3 separate regions of the Mus musculus genome follow, and regions 2 and 3 are each linked to region 1. The links are chromatin contacts, called in public HiChIP or PLAC-seq maps. All regions are on one chromosome and are shown on one strand. Each heading gives the region's core, a stretch centred on a gene start, on an enhancer-like site or on the middle of the called end of the contact. The rest is flanking DNA. Distances are from core to core; before and after follow the strand shown.

What was found. HiChIP or PLAC-seq counts read pairs in DNA pulled down with a chosen protein or histone mark.
Region 2: an H3K27ac HiChIP or PLAC-seq map of embryonic stem cells shows a contact between it and region 1, with 10 times the contacts expected there. The contact joins two enhancer-like sites. A contact is called at or near these places in 3 of 39 promoter capture datasets (cranial neural crest, embryonic stem cells and frontonasal cranial neural crest), 7 of 115 datasets of contacts at active chromatin or transcription factors (embryonic forebrain, embryonic stem cells, large pre-B cells and 1 more) and 1 of 9 other capture datasets (adipose tissue).
Region 3: an H3K27ac HiChIP or PLAC-seq map of embryonic stem cells shows a contact between it and region 1, with 5 read pairs. The contact joins two enhancer-like sites. A contact is called at or near these places in 2 of 39 promoter capture datasets (cranial neural crest and embryonic stem cells) and 1 of 115 datasets of contacts at active chromatin or transcription factors (embryonic stem cells).

What each region holds. Positions count from the first base shown.
Region 1 is chr8:31,157,714-31,161,055 of GRCm38.p6, forward strand. It overlaps Tti2 (TELO2 interacting protein 2), which reads left to right. Exons shown (of 7, transcript NM_144927.3): 6 at 880-1,042; 7 at 2,169-2,376. The coding sequence ends at 2,282. It overlaps Mak16 (MAK16 homolog), which reads right to left. Exons shown (of 10, transcript NM_026453.3): 9 at 3,046-3,111; 10 at 1,755-2,864. The coding sequence ends at 2,676. Among named protein-coding and RNA genes, the nearest start is that of Tti2, 9.1 kb to the left of the region's middle. Within about 2 kb of position 1,583, at least 4 of the 459 cell types and tissues checked have an H3K27ac peak or open chromatin away from gene starts, as enhancers often do. A contact at or near this core is called in embryonic stem cells, where this site is marked.
Region 2 is chr8:33,623,994-33,626,948 of GRCm38.p6, forward strand. Ubxn8 (UBX domain protein 8) reads right to left here. Exons shown (of 8, transcript NM_178648.2): 6 at 2,331-2,372. Among named protein-coding and RNA genes, the nearest start is that of Ubxn8, 17 kb to the right of the region's middle. Within about 2 kb of position 1,293, at least 38 of the 459 cell types and tissues checked have an H3K27ac peak or open chromatin away from gene starts, as enhancers often do. A contact at or near this core is called in embryonic stem cells, where this site is marked.
Region 3 is chr8:33,828,364-33,831,357 of GRCm38.p6, forward strand. All of the region lies in intron 5 of Rbpms (RNA binding protein gene with multiple splicing), which reads right to left. Among named protein-coding and RNA genes, the nearest start is that of Smim18, 82 kb to the left of the region's middle. Within about 2 kb of position 1,433, at least 16 of the 459 cell types and tissues checked have an H3K27ac peak or open chromatin away from gene starts, as enhancers often do. A contact at or near this core is called in embryonic stem cells, where this site is marked.

The DNA of each region.
Region 1 (3,342 bases), core at 333-2,832:
CCAATGCTATACCAAAAGTCCCCCATATCCACCCACCCCCACTCCCCTGCCCACCCACTCCCCCTTTTTGGCCCTGGTGTTCCCCTGTACTGGGGCATATAAAGTTTGCAAGTCCAATGGGCCTCTCTTTCCAGTGATGGCCGACTAGGCCATCTTTTGATATATATGCAGCTAGAGTCAAGAGCTCCGGGGTACTGGTTAGCTCATAATGTTGTTCCACCTATAGGGTTGCAGATCCCTTTAGCTCCTTGGCTACTTTCTCTAGCTCCTCCATTGGGAGCCCTATGATCCATCCATTAGCTGACTGTGAGCATCCACTTCTGTGTTTGCTGGGCCCCGCTGATTTCTCTTTTAAGGCAAGGTTTGCTCTATAGGAAAGCTCAAGTTCTAGATCCTCCTGTCTGTGTGCTGCCACATGCTGGGATTATGAGCATGTATCGCTCACTACCTGCAGACACTTTAAATCCAGGCGTAAAGTTCTATGACTGCCAGCTGTTTCCTTACCTCTGATTTTGAAAAAGGGTGTGTGGGGGGAGGCTTGAACAGGAGAGATCCTGACTCTTCATTCTCAGCTCATGCTGGGGAATCAAGCCTTGGCAGGAAACAGGTTTTCTGGTTTTTGCTAATAGGGTCTCACTGTAGCCCTGGCTGCTCTGAAACTGGCAGACTGACCTGTTTCTTTAACATCCCAATGTGTGCATACAGGCAGAGTGCTGTAAAAATAACAGGAACTTTGGGGCTAATGATCTGCAGTCTGTTTGGTCTTGTTTTCAGCAATGAGATAGCAAACATTTGACTTCAGTTTTCCCATGCCTGGTCCAAGTCTCCTAAGTTTAACATTCCAGTTTGGAGTATGAAGTCTTTTCTTCCCAATTCTAGAATTCCCTGCAGAGTTGTGGTCTTACTGAAGGCTCTCCTGAAACTCATATGTGATATATCGAGGGATACGATCCCCACAACCGAGGCCGCTAAGAGTACAATGCTCCAGGAAGCCACAGACTGCCTGATTCTCCTGGACCACTGTTCCCAGGGGCAGGTGAAGGTAAGGCAAGCAAGCATCTGCAGCTGTGTCAGTTGGCTTTACTGTCCTAGGTAATGCCAGCGACTGATTGTAATTCACTCCTTGTATGCCCAACTAAGTTGGCTATGAGCTTAGAGGGTGTTAGGTCTTACCCCAGGGCTCTTAAGTTCTGGTACGAAGGCTGAGCTCTTTTATTTTATTATTTATTTAGTTTCTTTTTGTTTTTTTTGAGACAGGGTTTCTCTGTATAACCCTGGCTGTTCTGTAACTCACTCTGTAGACCAGGCTGGCCTGGAACTCAAAAATCCGCCTGCCTCTGCCTCCCGAGTGCTGGGACTAAAGGCGTGCGCCACCAAGCCCGGCTTGGCTGAGCTCTTTTAATGCTATTTAACCATTTGGAGCAAAAAGAGGCTCAAAACGAACAAGCAAAAGCTACAAAGACTTTATAAAATTCAGGTTTGAGACTGACAGGACACCTATTTTGTTCGGAGGCTTGGCTGGCTCGCCGCCTAGGAAGCCCTAGGATCTGCCTGCTTAGTCCTCCCTCCCTCCCTCCCTCCCGCTGAGATTAGCAGTGCACGCTTCTCACTGATGACTCCAGTTTTAACCATGGGTTGAACTCGGCTCCTCATGTCCATCCCACTGAGCGAGCTCCCATTTTCCATATACTTAACTAGTAGGAAATTCTTCCTTTGGTTTTATATTCCACAGAATTCTCAAGACCATAGTTTGTGGTGTCTATGTGTATTTATATGAAAATCAAAAAGACTAATTTCTCATTTTTACCACAATTAGAAGTCTCCAGTTTAAAGGAACATGAAAAGAAATCCATACCCCAAAATATGTAGAGCTAGAGCATGGCTTGCTGTTTTTCAGTTTATTTGGCCATCGCACGGCAGCCCTTGTGTTGGTCTGTTTTCCAGCCAAAGGTCCACCTGGAGTTGTTTTGGCTAGAATGAAGGAGGTTCTTCCGAGCCAGCCCACTACTTACAAGCATGGGACAGTTCTCAGTTAACACCTGTTCTGATGGAGGCACCCTCCCCTAGGGCCATGCAGTCTCTCATCTTTTGAGTATGTGACAAAAGAATAAAGGCTGTGGGGAAACAGGTTTTACAGAAATCAATGCCCGTTTGCTCTCATGTTTCAGGGTCTTCTGGCTAAAATTGCAGTATCCTGTGAAGACAGCACAGTGGTGAGCTGCATCAGGAAGGTGCAGCAGGGCTCTGCAGATTCTCCTGGCGATGACACTGAAGGTGACTAACCAGCAGGAAAGGCCGCTCTCCTTATCCCAGATCACATGGATGTAGTTATGGGGGTAAAAATCTATTTTTGTATTAAAATATTATAAGTTGAAATTTTTATCTCTTCTATTTGTCCACATAAGAAAAGTTGAGTGAGAAAAAAATTGAAATCCTGACATTTCTAAGTAATTTAGAAATATTTACAGCCAGTGCCATTCCAGCTCCAGGAATTCATCTGTTAGATTCCTTGGGCTCAAGCTGTTACAGCATGTGTTATAAAAATACGCCTCTCAACTCAAGGCTCTTCATACTCACTCCAGATTTCGGCTCCACTGAAGTGACATAAATATTAACAATATAAATACTTTAGGAAACAGAACACACAAGAGCACAGCTGCCAGTGTGAAGGGAACTCATGTGGCTTTGACTTTGGCCATGGGCTCTGTCTCCTGTTCATACTCTATTTCCACATAGGCCCGTTTTTTCCGTAAAGGTCCTTTCAAGGGTGCTTTGCCTTTGTGCTTAGCCTTATGAGCCTCTTCATCATTGGAGGATTCATCATCCTGGTCTTCCTCACTGTCAGTATTCAGTTTATCCATATCCTAATATGTAGAAACAGAGAGTCAGACCAGGGAAAGTGCAAGCCTTCTCCTACGCCCCTCATTGCGCAGCTGGTTCAAAACAAACCATGCGTTTGTTCCTTTGCTCCTGTGTTCAGACCCACTCCCCTATCCCCCCTTCCTTGCTGTGGCCACAAGCCATTCTTTATCCCACAGAGCTCACCTCAAAGTCACTCAGGTCACTCTCCTCCACCTCCTCATCTTCTACAAACTCTCTTTTCCCCACATCCTAGAAGGAAACAGTCACTGGGTTAGGAATAATGGTACTGAAGATTGAGTCTTAACATCTAGGTTTACCTCGTTCCATAAAGTGAGTCAGTCTGCACACACAGCCACCAAAACCTATTACTCTCAAGGTTCACACATACAAATTAAAAGGAAAAATCAGGGACACATGTAAAAGTCAACACAGAATCATCACAAGATACAAAAGGTGATGGAAATAATGTCGCCTCTGGGA
Region 2 (2,955 bases), core at 43-2,542, 2.5 Mb after region 1:
ATGGTGGTACAAGCAGTTCCTTCCTAGCTGCAAAGGTAGAGCCAAGAGGACCAGACGCTCAAGATGATCTGCAACTACACAGTGGGTCTGAGGACATCCTTGACTACATGAAACTACCTCAAAAAAAAAAAAAATGTGTAAGTAGGTAGAAGAGATGGTTACGCACACTGGCTGATCTCCCAGAAGACCCAAGTTCAATTCCCAGCACCTACATAGCAGCTGACAAACTAACCCCAACCCTAGGGTTATGATGCACTCTTTGGACATGCACAGGTGTGGTGGTTTGAATAGTTAGCCCCATAGACGCATGTGTTTGAATGCTTGGCCATAGGGAGTGATACTAGTAGGAGGTGTGGCCTTGTTAGAGGAAGTGTGTCACTACACTCAGTGACACAGTCTTCTGTTTTCTATGAATCAAGATGTAGAACTCTCAGCTCCATCTCCAGTACCATGTCTGCCTGGATGCTGCCATGTTTCCCACCACGATGATAATGGACTAAACAGGGCTGGAGCGATGGCTCTGGTTAGGAGCACTGACTGCTCTTCCCAAGATCAAATCCCAGCGACCACATGGTGGCTCACAACCATCCGTGATGAGATCTGATGCCCTCTTCTGGGGTGTCTGAAGACAGCTACAGTATACTTATATATAATAAAAAAATAAATTTTTTTTTAAAAAAGATAATGGACTAAACCTCTGGAACTGTATGCCAGTCCAAATTAAAGTTTTCCTTTATAGAGTTGCCAAGGTCATGGTGTCCCTTCACAGCAATAATAGTCTTAAGATAATGGGCATGCATGTGGTGGACAGACAGACATATATTCAGGCAAAACACTCATACATATCAAATGATTTGGGGATATCTTATCAACTGAATAAGAAAGGTGCCCCTGGGCTGGTGAGATGGCTCATGCGGTTAAGAGCACTGACTGTTCTTCCGTAGGTCCTGAGTTCAAATCCCAACAACCACATGGTGGCTCACAACCATCCGTAATGAGATCTGTCGCCCTCTTCTGGTGTGTCTGAAAACAGCTATACTGTACTTACGTATAATAATAAATCTTAAAGAAAAAAAAGGTGTCCCTGTTTTCTCAATTGTTAATTTCTACTCCAGGATAGCAGAATATGTAAATATTTGTCACTTTCATACCTGCCCCAAAAGGCAGGCTGCAGCAGGGGAAGCCACTTAGCCCTTAATGCCAAAAGGCAACAGAGAGATGGACCAGGCATTGTCCTGGGGCTGCTTGGTTCAGATGGAATGAATAAATGTGACTTTTTGCATAATAAAGAGCTAGCTGCTGGAGCTGGGGCAGAACCACTGGAGAGAGAGAAAGTCAGAGACGGAGGCTTGCTCATCAGGAGAAGAGCAAGGACGTACAGCAAGGAGAGCCACGTGCAGAGGTGTAATGGTGGGGCAGTTAGGTTAAGTCAGATGGGCTAGCTGAGGCCTGCCCTCAGCAAACAAGCCTTATACTCTACAGATGTCCCCATGCCTCTATTGTTAAACCACAGGCAGGACCCTTGAGAACTCCACAATAAAATCTAAAAGAAAAAACTGTGTGTATTTTAAAGGGGCTGGAGAGCATGTGCTGCTTCTGCAGAGGACCTGGGTTCAGTTGCCAACACCCACATCAGGTGATTCACAACCGCCAGCAACCCCGTCCTAGGGAATCTAACAACCGCCCCTGGCCTCCGTGGGCACCTGCACTCGTGTGGGGCACAAACTCTTGCAGGCACACACACACACACAAATGTCTTTCTCCTGGGGATTCCGTATCTGGATTGCTCTCAATTATCTTTATCTGTGAGAAAGCTTCAGATTTTCCAAAGTAGTAACATGCATGGCTGCTTCAAAAGCTGTTTTCTTAGGAGTCTAATGGATGCTAAACTTCATGGGATGCAGACAGTTCTCTTTCTAGGCATGCTGACTAATAACTTCATGGTTCTAAAGGCACATGGTCCCCTGCATCAGACCGTCATCTGTAACTAAGCCAGCCAGGAGCAGAAAAGACAAACGGTGACAGGCAGGTGCAGAATCTATCCTGTCCCAGCCCAGCCACAGCAGACCTCTCTCTAACTGCACCAGCAGCTGCAGGCTGCATCTTAAGTAGAGGACTACAGGGAAGCCTGTGTCAGTACTGCTGTTAGCAGTAAGCCGGGCTGTACCCTCCCACACAGCAGCACTCAGCTGAGCATCTATCTGATGCCAAGCTCAGACCTGATTCCAAGGCAACTGCCAGGAACCCGCTCTTCTCCCCATGTCCATGGGGAGGCAGGACTTGCCTGATGTCAGACAAAGGAAAGGGAGTTAAGAGAAACGGCGGCGTACCTCTTCAGCTGTTTCTGATGGTTCTTCAGGTAAATCAGGAACCTAAAGAAATATGAAATGGACATATGAGAACTCTCAAGAAGAACCCTGTTCAACAGGCTACATGCATCTAGGGTTTAAAAGGCTTCCTAAAATATCTACATCTGACAGGCATGGTGGCGCATGCCTTTAATCCCAGCACTTGGGAGGCAGGGGCAGGCGGATTTCTGAGTTCGAGGCCAGCCTGGTCTACAGAGTGAGTTCCAGGACAGCCAGGGCTACACAGAGAAACCCTGTCTCGAAAAACAAAAAAATAAAATAAAATAAAAAATTTACATCTATCAGACCTTTACAGTGAACCAGGCCTGGAGGCTCAATTAATGGTGCTTGCTGTCTAGCGTGACCTGCGTTTTGATTCCCAGGACCCACATGGAGGAAAAAGAAGAACCAAATCCTGCATAGTTCTCCTCTGCCATCACACATGCATACACACACACACATACATGCATACACACTCACACATGCATACACACATACGCACATACACATGCATACACACTCACACATGCATACACACTCACACAATAAATAATTAATTTTTTTTTTTGGTTTTTCTACTCCCTCTGATGATCAGGCTGGCCTCGAA
Region 3 (2,994 bases), core at 183-2,682, 2.7 Mb after region 1:
TAGGGGCTCTTGTGCCCCAGGCTGTCCTGGAACATCTGCACCATTGGCTTCCACATGCACCAAAATGTTTCCTCCCCATTCCCAGCTGCTTCTAACCCCCTATGACATTTCCTCTCAGCCCTCTTTTGTTTGTTTGTTTGTTTGGGGTGGGGTGAGGAACACCTCATACCTTAGCCCAAGCTGGCCCCCAAGTCGTTGGTTTTCCTGTCTTGGCCTCTAGGGGCTGCAGTCGGGAGCTGCCGAGGTTTGCTGCCCAGCTAGTCTAGCCAATCGCTGGGCTACAGGTTCAGTCAGACCCTGCTTTTTAAAACTAAGGTGGCCAGTGACAGAGAAAGAACTTCTGTCCTCTGCATTCACCTGTACAAAAGTGTGTACACACACATACATCACATGCACATACGACAGAGGTTGTCACAGGAAACACTCAGATTTTTCATCACCAGAGGAAAAGTTCATATCAACCCCAAAGCTGCTTCCAGAATCCACGGCTCAGCTCTCAGCCCCCTGCAAACCTGCGAGTCAGTATCTTTTCTTTGCATCCTATCTCCTGCCCACTTGGTCAGGTAGATAGTTCTCCTGCCCTGTTCCTACCTTCCAGGAGGTCATGGCACTGGCACTGCACCCAGCACACTGTCGGGACAAGCATCTGGACAGACGAATGTTTAGAGAGACTGCAATGGCAGTCTGTGTTGCTGCTCAGGGAGACCAGCAGAGTTGTTTCCTGGTCAGTTTGGGTTTCAGACAGGGAGGCTCCCAGCCCCAGCCCCAGCCCCAGCCCCACACTATTATGGACTGCGCTGTCCTAAACTTTCCCGGGATCCCGTGAGCTGGGAGACTCGGACAGGGCTGAGTGAATGGGAAACTCCAGTCGAAGGCCATGGAGGCTGCAAGGGCAGAGGGAAGTTAGGAGAGTAAAGGCTGTTCAATTCCTTGGCCTACTGATGATTCCCAAATACAACTGTGTGCCTAACAATCCAGAGGTAAAGGGTGGCGGGACAGCTTGGTCAGTCGGGAATTCAAGTTTTAGCATCCACACAGAAAGCCAGGCCAGGCACAGGGGATTGTGCCTGTAGTCCAGTGTTGGGGAAGCTGAGTCAGGGGATACGTGACGGTTACTGGCCTAGCCGTTCTGGTTAACAAACTGTAGGTTTCACGGAGAGAAACTATAGGTTTCACACACATACTCAGCCCCAGCTTAGATCCCACAGACTCCTGCACCCCTAGGGTTGAAAGCCCGGGCGGAGGATTGCTACAGAGTCTGTTTATAATCTGCTCAAGATGGAATTGAGGGCCAGGGATGGCGCTCAGTCAGCAGAAGACTCAATGCCCAGAACTACAAAAAACATGGTGGCGGTGAACGGTTATCTCAGCACTTGGGAGGTGGAGGCAGGAAGACCAGGAGTTCAAGGTCATTGCTTCAGGCACATAAAAGAGGTTAAGGCCAACCTGTCTTTAAAGAAAGAAAGGAGGCCTGTGTAATTTGAGCAAACAAAGGCCCTTTTAGGTGTTGGCTGCCTCTGCCTTTAGGAGCACTGCAATGTAAGGCACACTGCAGTCTAGACTGAAAAGCATTTATTCTATTCAATTCCATATGCACGATGACAAGTATGACTATACTGCGTAAATCCTGGCATATGCTGAAGTGCACACAAGACTGTACATCCTGGGGCAGGTCACTAGGAAGCTGGCTCAGCAGTTAAGAGCACTCTCTGGCTTCCAGAACCTGACTGAATTCGTTCTCCAGCTCTCACAAGCTGCTCGAAAGACGCCTGCTCCTCCAAGGGATCTGATACCCTCCCCCTGGCTTCCACTGGCACGTGCACACACGTGTCGGGCGTACACGCACACTTTTACCGGCTTCTTACTGCGCGTAGCTGCTTCTACATCTTGCTGGCAGCAAGCAACTATGAGATTTTAAAGTACAAAAGCAAATCCATGACGTGTTAAAAAAAAGAATTCCAATAGCACCTCTAGCTGCTTAATGGTGAGTGTCCAAAGGCAGACAACTGCAGGAGCAAAGGCACACAACACACATGGTTCTACACACACACACACACACACACACACACACACACACACACACACACACACACAGAGGGCTGCCTACGTGGCCACTTCTTACATACAGCAGTAAGCCTGTGGGTGACTAATCAGAATTGGCATTTTGTATCTGAGAAAGCAAGCCCACAATGAAGTGAGATGATTAGAATGGAGTTATAAGGGATGGGGGTCTTCAGTTCATCACCTGACATGCTAGTCGACATCAACAATCTGTGCAAACAACAATCTATTTGTCTCACGGGCTTTCGGATGGACAACCAAGGCCAAGGCCTGGCAGGCTTGATTCTCCTGGGACCCCTCCTACACACAGAGGGCTGCCATTTCCCATGCACACATAGGGGCTTCTCTCTACATGCCACAGAACTCTCCATCCCTCCCTCCCCCTCCCTTCCTCCCTAAGGATAATGGTCATATCGGATTGGGCTCCCTACCCTTGGGTCTCTTCTGGGTGGTGGAACCACCTGCCTTTAATCCCAACACTTGGGAGGCAGGGGCAAGTGCACCTGAGTTCAAAACCAGTCTAATCTACAGGGCGAGCCTCCGTGTCAGGACAGCCAAGGCTATACAGAGGGACCCTGTCGAAAGAAGGCTGGGGATGTAACTAACTCAAAGGCAGAGAGCACTTGCCTAGCCTGAAAACCTTCGTTCCATTCTTGACATTGTGAAAACAAGCAGGCAGGAAAACTAAAACTGAACACTACCACAAAACATGATACAACAGTGGTTACAAGGAATACTAACTTCAAACGAATGACCTCATTCGTGAAAATACAGTTAATATGGCACATGGCTATAAACAGGACTGAGAGGCAGGCAGGCAAGCAGGAGAATGTCCTCAAGTTCAAAGCTAACTTAACCTTCCCTTGAGTTCCAGGCTACCGAGGGCTACACATGGAGTCCCTGAATGATACGCTGCCCTCATCACCCTCCAAA